Linked DNA regions of Zea mays: all the other regions are linked to region 2. The links are chromatin contacts, called in public Hi-C and HiChIP or PLAC-seq maps. All regions are on one chromosome and are shown on one strand. The core of a region is the stretch at or near the end of the contact, and the rest is flanking DNA. Distances in the headings are between cores, read along the strand shown.

What was found. Hi-C and Micro-C count contacts between places; a contact is called where the count stands out from the background. HiChIP or PLAC-seq counts read pairs in DNA pulled down with a chosen protein or histone mark.
Region 1: a contact with region 2 is called in a Hi-C map of leaf, with 5 times the contacts expected there. The contact joins the promoter of LOC100280392 here to the enhancer-like site in region 2. A contact is called at or near these places in 8 of 25 Hi-C or Micro-C datasets (ear, endosperm, leaf and 1 more).
Region 3: an H3K4me3 HiChIP or PLAC-seq map of leaf shows a contact between it and region 2, with 4 times the contacts expected there. The contact joins the promoter of LOC109943509 here to the enhancer-like site in region 2. A contact is called at or near these places in 13 of 25 Hi-C or Micro-C datasets (bundle sheath, ear, endosperm and 4 more) and 1 of 3 datasets of contacts at active chromatin or transcription factors (leaf).

The regions. Positions count from the first base shown.
Region 1 is chr1:229,196,258-229,200,626 of Zm-B73-REFERENCE-NAM-5.0, forward strand. It overlaps LOC100280392 (Electron transfer flavoprotein-ubiquinone oxidoreductase mitochondrial), which reads right to left and starts at 1,692. Exons shown (of 18, transcript NM_001153316.1): 1 at 1,514-1,692; 2 at 1,341-1,417; 3 at 249-355; 4 at 76-157; 5 at 1-4. The coding sequence starts at 135.
Region 2 is chr1:229,127,219-229,131,551 of Zm-B73-REFERENCE-NAM-5.0, forward strand. LOC103643369 (a long non-coding RNA gene) reads right to left here. Exons shown (of 6, transcript NR_163820.2): 5 at 2,341-3,905; 6 at 1,863-2,209. Among protein-coding and RNA genes, the nearest start is that of LOC103643369, 6.7 kb to the right of the region's middle. Within about 2 kb of position 2,078, at least 18 of the 20 cell types and tissues checked have an H3K27ac peak or open chromatin away from gene starts, as enhancers often do. A contact at or near this core is called in bundle sheath, endosperm, leaf and 2 more, where this site is marked.
Region 3 is chr1:229,061,968-229,066,543 of Zm-B73-REFERENCE-NAM-5.0, forward strand. LOC109943509 (trihelix transcription factor GTL1) reads left to right here and starts at 2,857. Exons shown (of 3, transcript XM_020546729.3): 1 at 2,857-3,923. The coding sequence starts at 3,517.

The DNA.
Region 1 (4,369 bases), core at 442-2,941, 69 kb after region 2:
GTATCTGTTAGAGAAGAATTCAGAGAGATATTAGTCCTTCCACATAAGGGTTTCTAAAATGAATACTGATGATACCTCACTAGCAGCAAAACCTGGATACACTTCAACACCCAACTCTTCAGCTTTTGTGGCCATCCAACGCACCAATTGGCTCAAGCTGGACACAATTAATTTTTCAGCAAAGCCTGACCCTCTAGAACATGAGGAATGTCGACTTCCAGAAGATGAACACAGCAAAATGTTGGCACCTGATCACGTAGTTTCCTTTGTTGTCAAATGGAGATGGTAGTGTCCAAGCTTGGTTCTTCGTTAACAGCCAGAACTTGTCAGATGAAACAGGAACTCTGATTGGAGACTGTCAAACACAACATAACCACATTACAAAAAATAGCTCATTACATGGTTTCCGATCTGCATTCCTGACAAGAAAATGATTAAAGTAACACGCATACAGCAAGACAAATGTATTCAACAAAATGTACTCCATTGTGCGATCCAAATTCTCATAAGGTTTGGATTTCTAATAAAAATCGAAAGTACAGTCATAGAGACTAGTAACTGGAATTGTTGTATACCTGAATTGAAACTAAATAAAAATAGTCACGGTCAGTTGAATGAATCTAAGTCAAATGTGAAGTGAATGAACCACAAGCTCACAGAGGCACATGTAATGCTTGGTTTGTATATGCAGGAGAAATTATTCTAAGGGGGTGTTTGAATGTACTAGAGCCAATAATTAGTTGGCTAAAAATTGCTAGTGAAATTAGCTAGCTAACTATTAACTAATTTACTAAAAATAGCTAATAATTGAACTATTAGCTAGGATGTTTGGGTGTCTCCAGCTTATTTTAGTCACTAAGTATTAGGGGCCCCTTTGGTAGGGCTTATTTTTCAGCTTCGGCTCTGGCTCATGCAAAAGTTGTGTCAAACACCTCTTTTTCAAATGGCTTCACCAGTGAAGTGCTTTTCCAAAATGAACTAGAGGGCATGAGCCAAAAAAAGTGGCTCACCCGGCTTCAGCTCACGTCATTTTTGCACAATAGCCCTCCCACCAGTCCAAATTATTATTTTTTGGTCCTGCCCTCAATCCCTAGCCACGTACAGAAGAGATATACATATACAAGGGTCTTTCTGAAAAACAACCTATAAGCCGTTTTGCCAAATGATTTTTTAGAATAGCTTTGGCTCATTTAAAGAAGTGGTTTCACATCGTGAGCCAGAGCCAAAGCTGTTTTTGGAGAAGCCAGAGCCCTGCCAAAGGGCCCTAGCTCTAATGCATTCAAACACCCCTAGGTAAATAAACTCGTCACAGTTCAGAATCAGAAGACAGAAATGCGTACATCCTCTTGCCTCCACTTGGGAATGAGCTCGTCCAAGGCTCGGGGCTCAAACACATTCCCCGACAGCACATGAGCACCTGCAGCGCAACCAGAAATTTGGCCAAATCAGATGACGGAGAGCACATAGCTGCTCCTGAAGAAATGAAGGGAAGCGTGTTATGCGAGGCGCGCACCGACTTCGGAGCCCTTCTCCAGGACGCATACGGAGAGGTCGGTGTCAGCAGCGCGGCAGAGCTGCTTCAGCCGGATCGCCGCGGCGAGCCCCGCGGGCCCTGCGCCCACGATCACCACGTCGTAGCTCAGCGCCTCCCGCCCGCTGCAGAGCCACCTAGTGGCGCCCCAGCCAGGAGCCAGGGGTCCGCGGGGAGGAGGGGGTGATGCCCTCGCCGCCGACGACGACAGCGCTCGCCTTGTCGCAGCCGCGGCTATCCGGATGGCTCGTTGCATTGCTCTCTCCTGCTCGGGAGCCCAAGGTATTCTGGGATTTTTGGAGAAGGAGGGGTCTGGCCATCCGAAGAAGGCCGGGAAGACACGGGAGTATGGGGCAGGGCCGCAGGGGAATGGCAGTTTGTTGAGTTTTTTTTTTCGAAGATTAGATGAGATCGCTGAGGTGGACCGACCATCGGCGTGGCCGCGTGGGGTGTGTTTGGTCCTCACTGAAGCGTAGTCGTTATTGTTACCCTTTGCTACTAGTGTAGTCTAAAGGCTTCTTGATTAGAAATAGAATCAGAAACACAGGAGACACAAATATATAAGAGAAACTGTTATTCTGAGTCATGTATTTAGCTCACTGGTTACAATAAATAGTGGTGTCCTCCTCTATATATATATAGTATAAAGTTAGGATTTCGGCTAGCTAGGTCACATAGGCCTTTGGGACCCAAACTGGTTTCTTAACACTCCCTCTTGGCCCTTGTTGGGACTTATTCTCAAATGCTATAAATTAAGAACAAGGCAACACAAAGAATAGATTAAAGGTTAACGTTTTTCGTCCTTCGAAGCATTATTTCCCTTAGGATATAACGATCTTCGGACGAAGGTTATGAAGGACATACCTTCATAAATATGACATGTATAAATAGAGGATGAAGCTTATGAAACATAGGAAAACAACATAAACAATTATATGACATCATAATATAAGTATCTATTATTAAATAATCATGAGTACATGAGAGCAATATCAAATTACATTTGTACCTTGAGCTTGACAGAAGGCAAAGGTAAAAGTAAGATGCGAAAGTGTGAACAGTACGGGGTACTGTTCACATATTTATAGACACAGGGCGCAGCCTGTGTGAATTTACATTCATGTCCTCTACAAATGATTACAATCATAACACAGGTTATCATGGGCCGATTGGTCATTTCATCTTTAAGTCGGTGCATCTAGAAGTACGCTACGAAGCTCCCTAATTGGTAGCTTCGGCATTGTTCCTGTTCTGGCCTTCCGAAGGTGTTTCTTCTCATAGGACCTTTGGCGACGAAGCAGACCCCCAACAGTAGCCCCTTCACGGTGCCAGATCGTTTTTCGTAACGAGCTCGACCCGTGAAAAATTCTTTTAGGCTTCGGAATGCCGAAAGTCCGAAAAACACCTTCCCTGAGCTCATTGTCGAGAAACGATTTAAATATTTCGAGTGTGAGGTGGTCCCACCATAGGACGGGTACACACGATCTGGTGATTCTCCTCGCGCCCTGCGGTCCACCGTTCAGTGAATGCGAGCGACTGTTCGGCGGGTGCAGGTGGCTTGATGATTCACCTTCCCACATGTAGCACTATATAAACAGACGGGTAGGTGTGAAGTTACCACAACATTCATTACTATCGTACTGTTGTGCTGCTGAAAAATTTGACCATAGCCGAAGCTTATTCTTCGTATTCTCAATTAGAGCATCGTCTTGTTTTTTAGCTTCGTCATAAGAGGGAGCTTCAGCAAAATCAAAAAGTAATCAACTTCGTCAAAACCGCAAGAAATTTAGCATCAAATGGCTAGGGTGCGTTCAACTGCTAGAGTCACACGCGACGGGGAGGAGGTCGAAGCTGCCGAGACAGCCCCAATCTCCGAAGTAATGAGACAATCAGGCCTGGTTGTGTCAGAGGGTGCTTCTGACGAAGGTGCACCTGTTGCCGAAGCCGAGCAGGCTGACATTGAAGAAGGTGAGGCTGATGAATAAGAGATAGATTATTCCGTCATGCCATCTAAACCCAGCCACCTGGAATTTGGAAAGTCTACTGTCTTCGAGTCCGATATGCCCATGATGACAAAGCTAGGCTACTTCGGGGAAGCCGAGAAGAAGCTGATTCGTTTTGGCGGAGAAGAAATCACTCCGAAGCCAGAAAATGATGAGGTGGTAGTTTTCAGAAGTTTCTTTAAAGCAGGATTGAGGTTTCCTCTGCATGGAATGATTGCGGATGTTTTGGAAAATTTCGAAATTTATCTTCATCAGCTAACTCCTAACGCTATCGTTAGGCTCAACGTCTTTATCTGGGCTCTCCGAAGCCAAGGAGTGGAACCGCTTGTCGAAGCTTTCTGTCGGGTGCACGAGCTTCACTATCAGACGAAGGCTAGGGAAGATGGGCTACACGAGAACTTCGGCTGTTACAACTTTGCTTACCGCAAAGATATGAAGACTCTGGTGGTTAGCTACCGCACCAAATGGCCAACTGGTTGGAAAACTGAGTGGTTTTATGTTAAGGTTGATGAGAAAAAGGAGAAGCTAGTTCAGAGCCCACTCGACCTAACCTTTGGGTTAACTAGGCCCCAGTGCCGCATGATGCCGGGGTCATCATGCCCAGAAGCTGTGGGCGAATTTAGAGTTGTGCCTGAGCATATCGGTACTAGGGATTTGGTTCAGGAATACTTAGCCAATAGAGTATTCCCAACGTTAAAGGAATGGAATATGCCGAAGCTCAAACGAGAAAAGAAAAAGAATGAACTTGTTTGACTGTCCTATCAGTTCAAGTTTAAGAAACATTTCAAAGAGCCCAGTCAAGAGTGGTTAGAGATGATTGAAGCCATGTGCAATG
Region 2 (4,333 bases), core at 828-3,327:
CTCCTAACACACTCGGCAAAGGTACTGGCAAAGGGGCCCATGGGGAGCTTCTTTTCCGAGTGCCAGTACAATAGACACTCGATAAAAAGTGAGCCTTTGCCGAGTGTCACGGTGACACTCAGCAAAGTCTCTGTCGCCGTCACCGGGCGCCCGTGACGGTGACTTTTCTTTGCCGAGAGCCAGGTGACACTCGGCAAAGTCTTTATCAAGTGCCCGACAAAAAGCAATCGGCAAAGCATAAAAAACACTCAGCGAAGTCTTTGCCGAGTGTAACACTCGGCAAAGACTATTCAGTGCATCGACACTTACCATCTCTCGGCGCACACTGTGGGTGACACCATCACTGTTGGCGGGAGGAGGCAACATTTGCCACAAGAATCTCCTCGCTGCCATCTCGATTGGTCGACAAATGAGTTCTTCATTTTGCTTATTACCTTCTCGATCTCATGATTCCTGTCTAACTTCTCAATGTAGGTAATGGCGTGTGTTCTTGTCTAGTGGTTTGGTCAATGCTTGAGAGAGGGCGAAATAACCATTGTAGTTCAAAGCATTATTGAAAACTGTATGCCGTAATAGAATGGAACATAAATGTATTGAATTATTTTGTTTGTCAAAATATAGGAGATCGAGCCCCATTCTATTGTTCTAAAGCTTGTTTATTCATACAAAACTTTACTTCACATTGTCCAATTATTATGATAGATTAATGCATGGCATATGTATTATATGTCACAGTTTTGATTTTCTAGGTGCAACTAATAATTGAGCAAATCAAATACTCGATAATATATATACCTATACCACTATATAATATGCACCAGTTTAAACTTTGCAAAATCCACGTAACTAAATCGCCCAACACTCATAACCTCTACTAAATCCACCAAACAAATTGCGCACAGGCTTAACACACTGTCAAAACCAACGGTTCAGATCATTAAATAACCTCTTCTCCTTTACTCAAATCTAATAGACAATATTATTTGGATCATTCATCATTCCTCTCCCAATACGACCCCTTGACCACCTCCCCTCTCTAGCGCCGCCTCTCTAGCGCCGCCGCCACATAACATCTCTCCTTCTCCCTATTCTAAAATCGTAGCATTAGCACAAGATAAAAGATATATGTTAGTATTAGTAGCTTTATAAACACTAGGCACGCACGCATGCATATCAGCAGATGCATGTCGGCGCGGAGCTAACCACGCCTGAAAGAGTAGGGTACGAGCAATGTGCGGAGGCATCATGCGTCCTAGGGTGACAAACCGGTAAAAAGGAAAAGGGCATCGTCCCTTGTGCAAGAAAAAGGTGATGTTAAAATGATTGGGTCGCGACGCAAGGCAAATGATAAGATCGGATCAAAGCGAGAGCTAGCGTGGGAGGCTGTACAAGTGTGCGAGACTGAATTTCTTAATGGCTCTTGCGTTACGCCGCCTGACAGCGACACGACACCATGATGTGCCAGTTTCTTTTCATCTGCTATGGTATGTGTTTATATATACATATATGTTAACTCGAACACTACACTGACACACGGCATATATATATATATATATGTAAACATTTGTAAAGTTGCGGCTTTTCCACTGCAGCACAGCACGGCTGCTGGATGCAGCGGAAGAGCAAAAATAAAGGAGCCGCCTGGGCCGGTGCAGGCGTGGAGAAAGAAGAGAGCTTCCTCCTCCGATACCGGGAGCGGGCGCTTTGCTGCTTGTCGTGTTCTGTGGTGTCAGCGTCACGCAATGACACAAATAAAGCCGCATGCTGTTGATGAGGCTGAGATTACTTGTGCGTGCGTGCGTGCATGGCAGCATCAGAAAACGCACCGCACCGGCCAGGAATTTTACCAAGAGAAGGCAGATGCGCTCGAGCTAGCCAAACATTAATTTTTACACTTCCGCTAACTACACCCTTCAGACTCTAAGCTCTAACAGCAATCAGTAGCGATTTCGACTCTTCAGACACCAATGTCACGTCATAATATAATTTAAAACAACACATCTTTACACACCTGACCGGAGAGGATAGCGACTATGCATGGTCCACCATCGCATGCAGGTCGCAGCACACCTACTGCGTGCCGGTGAGACACGGTGATCGATGATGGTCCAGCTAAACACGTATGGTCCCGTGTGTTGCTGGAGAGTGGAGACCATCTAAGCATGTATGTATCTTTTTTTTTCCCTTCGTGGCTTTGTCCTCTTCAAGCCTGCAAGTAACTAATCAAGTCTAGTAGAAAGAACCGTCCATGATTGCAAGATGAAATCGCAAATCTAGCATAGCTTGTGGCTTGTGCCGCTGGACCACGCACCATGGTTAGCCACCACAAGCCTCTCGTACCTCCGATACCGAATCACATGCCGAGACGTGACTCCTAAGCTCGCCGAATAATTAGAGCTTGCCCCTGAAGGAACTGATGAATACCTTCCCAGTTCTCTCTCTCTCTCTCTCTCTCTCTCTCTCTCTCTCTCTCTCTCTCTCTCTCTCTCTCTCTCTCTCTCTCTGGCCCTTCATCTTCCCCTTCACCAAAGGGAGAAGTTAATCACAGATTAAGTTGGCGTTATTAGAGGAAAGGAAGCTTCTTTCCCGGAAGAAAACGACAGCACTGCACTGGCTTTGCGCTGTGTGCCTGGGAGGACCATTTCTGCCGCAGCAAACCTCCAAGATTGTTCTTGTCCAAGGTCGGGAGCTGTCATTGGCTCGACATGTTAAGCTTTGCCAACTGTTGGGCCCCTCCATAATCCCTGCCCTTGTGCGGTTGTACAAAGCTACTATATGCTGCACTACAACGACCTTTTGAATCAGCACCTATCCAGCAAGTGAAGCTAGGACCAACTGTTGACAACAATGCTTCAACGCCCCACAATCAAAGTGAGCCAGCCAATTTGGCTGGCCCTGCTGTGTCTGTGTGGGAGTTGTACGCCCGATGATACAGGTCTCCTGATGCCATCAGAACATATGTAGTAGTTGTTTACACTGCAATATCTGGCACCACTAACCAGGATGGCAGTGGTTACAGCACAACCATACCAATCTGACATAGAAATGTTGATGTACATCACCCAGCATTTTCCAGAAAGGTGAGCAAATTGCAGAGCTGACCATTGGCGTGGGAACTAAACAGACACTGACGCACAACTGCACAGGTATATTTGAGCTGGACCAAAGCAATTCACCAAACTCAAACATCGGCTTTAATCTCCAAGTGGTTGCTGTATTTGACACCTCTGAAGTTTCAAACGACTCACAAAATTTGGCCGTAGCCAAATGAGGATATCCTGCCCATGTGACCATCAGATCTGAGCAGTGACCTCCCTTCTGGTTGGGTTAAAACGCCATTCTTCAATGCTATCATGGTTTTACTGCAAAGGTTCCCCATGGTTTCACAAAAGGTACCATCACCTAAAGCACACACTTGAGTGAGACTGTCCTTACAGACCAAACACAAAGCGACCAAAATGTCACAGTGCCAGTCAGAAGTCCAGTTCACCTGAATATGCTGCTTAGTTACTGGTGCACTACTCTGGAAGACAGTCATGCATGCTTAATGATTCAGTGAGCAAACCAAACCCGCAGGGCATTAGAACTCTTCCAGATAATATCCATTTTGTTTGACCCGTCCAGATACTTTAAGCAATAGGTAACAGCCACTGGTATCATGTTCTCCAAGCCCAAAGCACACAAATCCTCCCAGTGCAACTCCAAACTGAGTTCAAATAGGAAACGATAATAGAACGGCAAGTTTTCCAAATACTTGAAACTCAGTTGAGTACAAGGTAGCTTTTGAGGAATCAGTTTGATTCCCCTTTTCAAAAAGCCAAACTCAACAAAAGTATCACATCTCAGGAGAATGGATTCTCTTCCGCTCAGCCATGACGATGACTGCCAATCAGAGCGAGCATGATCTGCAGAAGTCAAATGGGAAAAAAAAGAGGAAATTGTAAAGCTTCCATTTCTTTTGGTTGCTAATATAGGCAGGAAAAGGGTAGGAGATGAAAGTGGAAGTGGCGAATTATGAATTGTTGGCAGTTATTCCCTTGCCAGAGGGGGTCCAGCAAATAGTGAAAGCTATACACAGATACACACTAGCAACATGGAGAGACATGGCTCCCATGTTATCCCGTGCAACCCCTGTTCCCCACTTGTGCCCCTCCCGTTGCACATGGCCTTGTAACCAACCATTCCACCCTTCCTAGAGTTAACATTGCCATGGGACCCCCTTTCCATACAGAACAATTATCACCACCTTCCTTCCTCCGTTCCTTTGTACCCTGTACTTCTGTATTCAAACAGTGCTTTATTTTAAGTTGGTATGGTGCGGCAATATCTCTAC
Region 3 (4,576 bases), core at 1,607-4,106, 64 kb before region 2:
ATTGGACCTGCATGTACATTTTTTCCTATTCAGTGAAATAAATAATATTAACAATAAGTAAATAAATAAATAAACCATACATTTACCTTTGTGTAGTTACATATACATATGTGCATTTCTTTAAAGTAAGAAAACGAACTAACATAAAGGCATGTCTTCTCTCACTATATTTTATGGTTTGCAAAAAGTGATGTAACAATTCATACACAAACAAGTTAAAATATATAGTAACAATATCGGTGTGCTATTCAATTCAACATAGTACAAATATGCTAAACCTAGAGGTGGCACTCAAAATTTTGATCTCAAATAACACTTTTGCATTGAAAAACATATAGTGAGTAAACTTTGTGGTTTCAAATGGAGAAATGTGAGTTGTCTTTGTATATTGATATACTTATGAGTGTTAGTTATTTTAGTATTTCTTTATTACTTCATGGTACATGCAATGTCTTTTAATTAGCAACATGCAAAACAAAGAGACTCTACATGTATCTTTCTACTATTGGCTATGTGTAATAATAAATCATGTGTATCCTTCTAGTTGTACATGTCATATGTGTATAAGGATAAATCGGTTAAGACTTATAAGCACTTTCTTCTTGGTTCTTGCACTACATTTTATGTCATTGGATAGAATATGGTGTGACCAATAATGTACAAACAAGTTAAACATTTACTGGTATCTAAGTGTTGCACATTGTCGCAATTCAACACATCGGAAAAACATATGGTTGGAGTTAGAGGTGGGATTAAAAGTACATATATGAAATTCATCATTTGACGAAAGATACAGACAAATCTAAAAGCATTGAGGTAGATATAGACAATTGAGGATTAAATATAGTGATGTATATACGACAATCAATTTTTTGGGTTCATGTTAAACCAGAATACTCCTACAATTAAAGTCAGTAGCCAAATAAAATATGCAATACATGCACTGACAAAATATTGAATACGCTCGAGAAATTTGACAGCTTAAAGATACGGAGATATCTATGAGATATCTATGATTAATCGATATTGCAATTCAAATGCTTGGCGAAGATACGCCGAATCCCCAATACATCCATGGAAAAAGATATGAAAATTGATAGCTTAAAGATACAGTGATATCTACAACTCATGAGCATCTCAATTCGACATGGTCGACAAAGATATTCTGCTCTAGATACTAAATGTGTGATACAAGATATAATAATAATAATAATAATAATAATAATAATAATAATAACAACAATAACAATAACAATAACAATAATAATAATAACAACAACAACAACAACAACAATAATAATAATAATAGGGTCATAGAAAAAATATGCAATTAACCCACAAATGCTAATGTAGATAGAGAAAAATGATCTGTACAAGGCAAGACCTTTGCCTATTCTAGTACCTGTATCGAGTGACCATAGCGGTGTCCCAATGCACCTCAAAGCCCCCCTGTTCTGAATTTTAGAACCATGTGAAATGAAGGCCAACACTAACTTAAGCGGGGAATGATATAATTGGGGTGGTTAACTTAATTAATCATCCAGATTTTTATGCCTAATCATTGAAAAGGGCCACATGAGCATTTATTATTACCTGGAAAGTGAGGGATTAACCACAACATGCCAATGCATGGCCATTTTTATACTCCCCTGCTCCACTTTGGCACGCATCTAGCCCCACGCTTTGCACATGACTCATGGGCCCGGTGGATGCTTTGGTCCCACAAGCCAGTGGCGTTATCCTTCACGTCACTTTGGTGGGGTGGATTTGGGGTGTGGGGGGATTGGGGGTCCGCGTTAATCGCCGTGCACGTTCTGCACCTCTTTCGCTCTCCGGGAGGGCCCACATTACAGCTGTTATAATGTGGTCTTGTCTGCCTCATCACAGCCCTATACTGCCTTTATAGTATCTGTTTTGTTTTCTTTCTACTCTAACTAGTTTTGTTTTGTATGTATAATTGTTAAAGTTTATTTGCTATTTTATCTCATCTGTGGATTTTCGTCTACAAAATGAACCTTGGGTCAAGGTAATTTGTTTTGATGCCCCCCTGATTGCTCTAACGGGGCGTTTGGATCCCTTCATTTTAAAGGAATTGGAATTCACTCAATAAAGTAACTTATTTAGTTTCGAATTTGGCATTCCACCACTTTCCAAAGTTCAGATATAAGCCTATCTAAAATTCATAGGGTGGAGGATAGGAAATGATTTTATGCATGATTAGAATTTGTTTCTAATCTGTAACTTACATGACACTCTTCGTTCTACTCCTCTATAATAAAAATGTAGCACATAAATATCTAGGACATCTTGCTAATAATAGTATACAAATATATTTTGTATAAAAATGAATTAGCTTAATTGATATATGCATAAATTACTATTATTAGAATGGAATTCAATTCCAGTGATCCAAACGGGGCGTAATAGTCGTTGCACCTTAGGTTAGTTGCCACCACATAGAGCAGCTAGTTAGTATTATATTCTTTGTAAATATGCATAACTTTTATTGTATATTTACCGGATGTTATTATACGTATAGTTACCATGGGCACAAGATAACATCCAAAAATTACTGTATTTCAAGCCCAGTAATAATCTTATGCATAACAAATGACTACCGCGTATTAGTATGTAGCAAAATAACTAAGATGATCACAGAATCCAACATATTCCTTCATGGGGATTGAGGTAGGGGAGTTCTGTAGAGAGGGTATTTGTGCCCCTCTCCCTTTTATTACAAGCCTCCCCCATCTCTCTCACCCCTTTCTCACTCATCCCACAGTTTCCAGCACTCCCTCCCTGTCTCTCCTGCCTCACATGCTTCTCTCTCTACCATTTTTTGCCCCACACTCCTCTCCCTCTCTCCTCTGTCCTTTTGGTTTTTTACTAATAAGTTGTATTAGGCAGGGAGGTAAAGCCCCCCTGACAGCGCAGCATCTTGTTTGTTTTATCTCCCACATCATCCCTCTCATCATCTTCTGCACACCTCTCCATCTTTCTATCTCTCTCCTGCAGCAGTACTCAACATTTCTCAACTTTCATCTTCTCTCTCCTTCACCCTACATACCCCCATCGTCTTCCTTACCCTCATCACAGATATCATATTCTCCTCATCTTTCTCTCTCCCATCCTCCCTATTATTTATTGGAGGCTACTTATTGATGGTATCTTAATTATTTTTCCTCTCATCTTCCTCCTCTTGAAGGAGTACATTTTATTTTTGCCAGCGTTCCTGTAGTACTATTAGTGCTTCCTCCCCCTTCTTCTTCTCTGGCTACTTCCTTCTTCTGCATCTCTTTCCCTTCCCCCCCCCCCCCCCCCCCCCCCCTCTCTGGCCTCCTTCCCTTCTCCATACTCTTATCCCTCTGAGGTCCGTCTCTCCTCTTCCCAGTTGTCCTTGCCTCCCACCTTTTTCACCTACCCCTCATGTACTGATCGTCTCACGACCTCCATTCCCCCGTGGTAACACCGGGCGACGTGCACAAGTGCGCGTGTGCGGGAGCAGGTGCTGTTAGCATGCAACAGCAGCAGCACGGGGGAGGAGGCGGCGGGGCAAGCGGTGGAGGCCCAGCGCAGCAGTTCGGCGCACAGCAGGTGGAGATGCCGCCGCCATTCTCGCCGGCCGGCGGCGCCGGGCAGCGGATCTCGCTGGCGGAGGCGCCGTCGCCCATCAGCAGCCGGCCGCCGGCATCGACGCCGGCGAAGCAGTACGACGAGCTCGGCGCGTCCGGCGCCGGCGCCGTGGGCTTCGACGCCGAGGGCCTGGCCGCCGCAGCAGCTGGCGAGGAGGGCGCCAGCGGCGGCTCGGCGGGCAACCGGTGGCCGCGGCAGGAGACGCTGGAGCTGCTCAAGATCCGGTCCGACATGGACGCCGCCTTCCGGGACGCCACCCTCAAGGGTCCCCTCTGGGAGCAGGTCTCCAGGTACGTAACTAGCTAGCTGAATCGCTCGCCACGCCGTACGTCGTCCCGGCGCGCCTCCGCAACGGAATTCTCGTCGGCGGGATGCTGCATGAAATCTCGTCGGCCTTCCGGGACCGGCCCCTGGCGCCGATTTGGTTAGCAGGCCCAGTTAATTAACTACTACTTACCCGGCTAAAGAACACTTCTTTTGTGCTTTTTTCCTTACCCATCCTTCACGAGAACAGTGGCTTTTTCCATTTTAAAATAGCTCGATATCGCTCTCCTTCCCCACTTTTCCAGAAAAAGAAATCCGCTCTGGTGTTTTACCAATCTCTTCGTCTCTCCGATAGGCAGCACTAGACACGAGCAGCAATATTGTTCAGATCCAAAGGCATCGATCCCAAACTTTATCTATTTGGCCTCTGAATTTCTCGCAAAAAAATGGGAATTTTTATTCGCAGTTTCTTCCTCCTATGTGCTATGCATTCTTCTTGGGATTTACCACTGCTAGTGCTGCATGCATGGGTGTATGTGTGCATATGCCTTTCTTTATCTTTTTCCATGGGTACCCAAATCGAGTAAAATTCTACTACATGCATGCAACTTTCATGTGAGGGCTACAGTTGTTGCGTGTATGGTTGAAATTTGTGGTGGTTGGTGGCGGCGGGACGCCA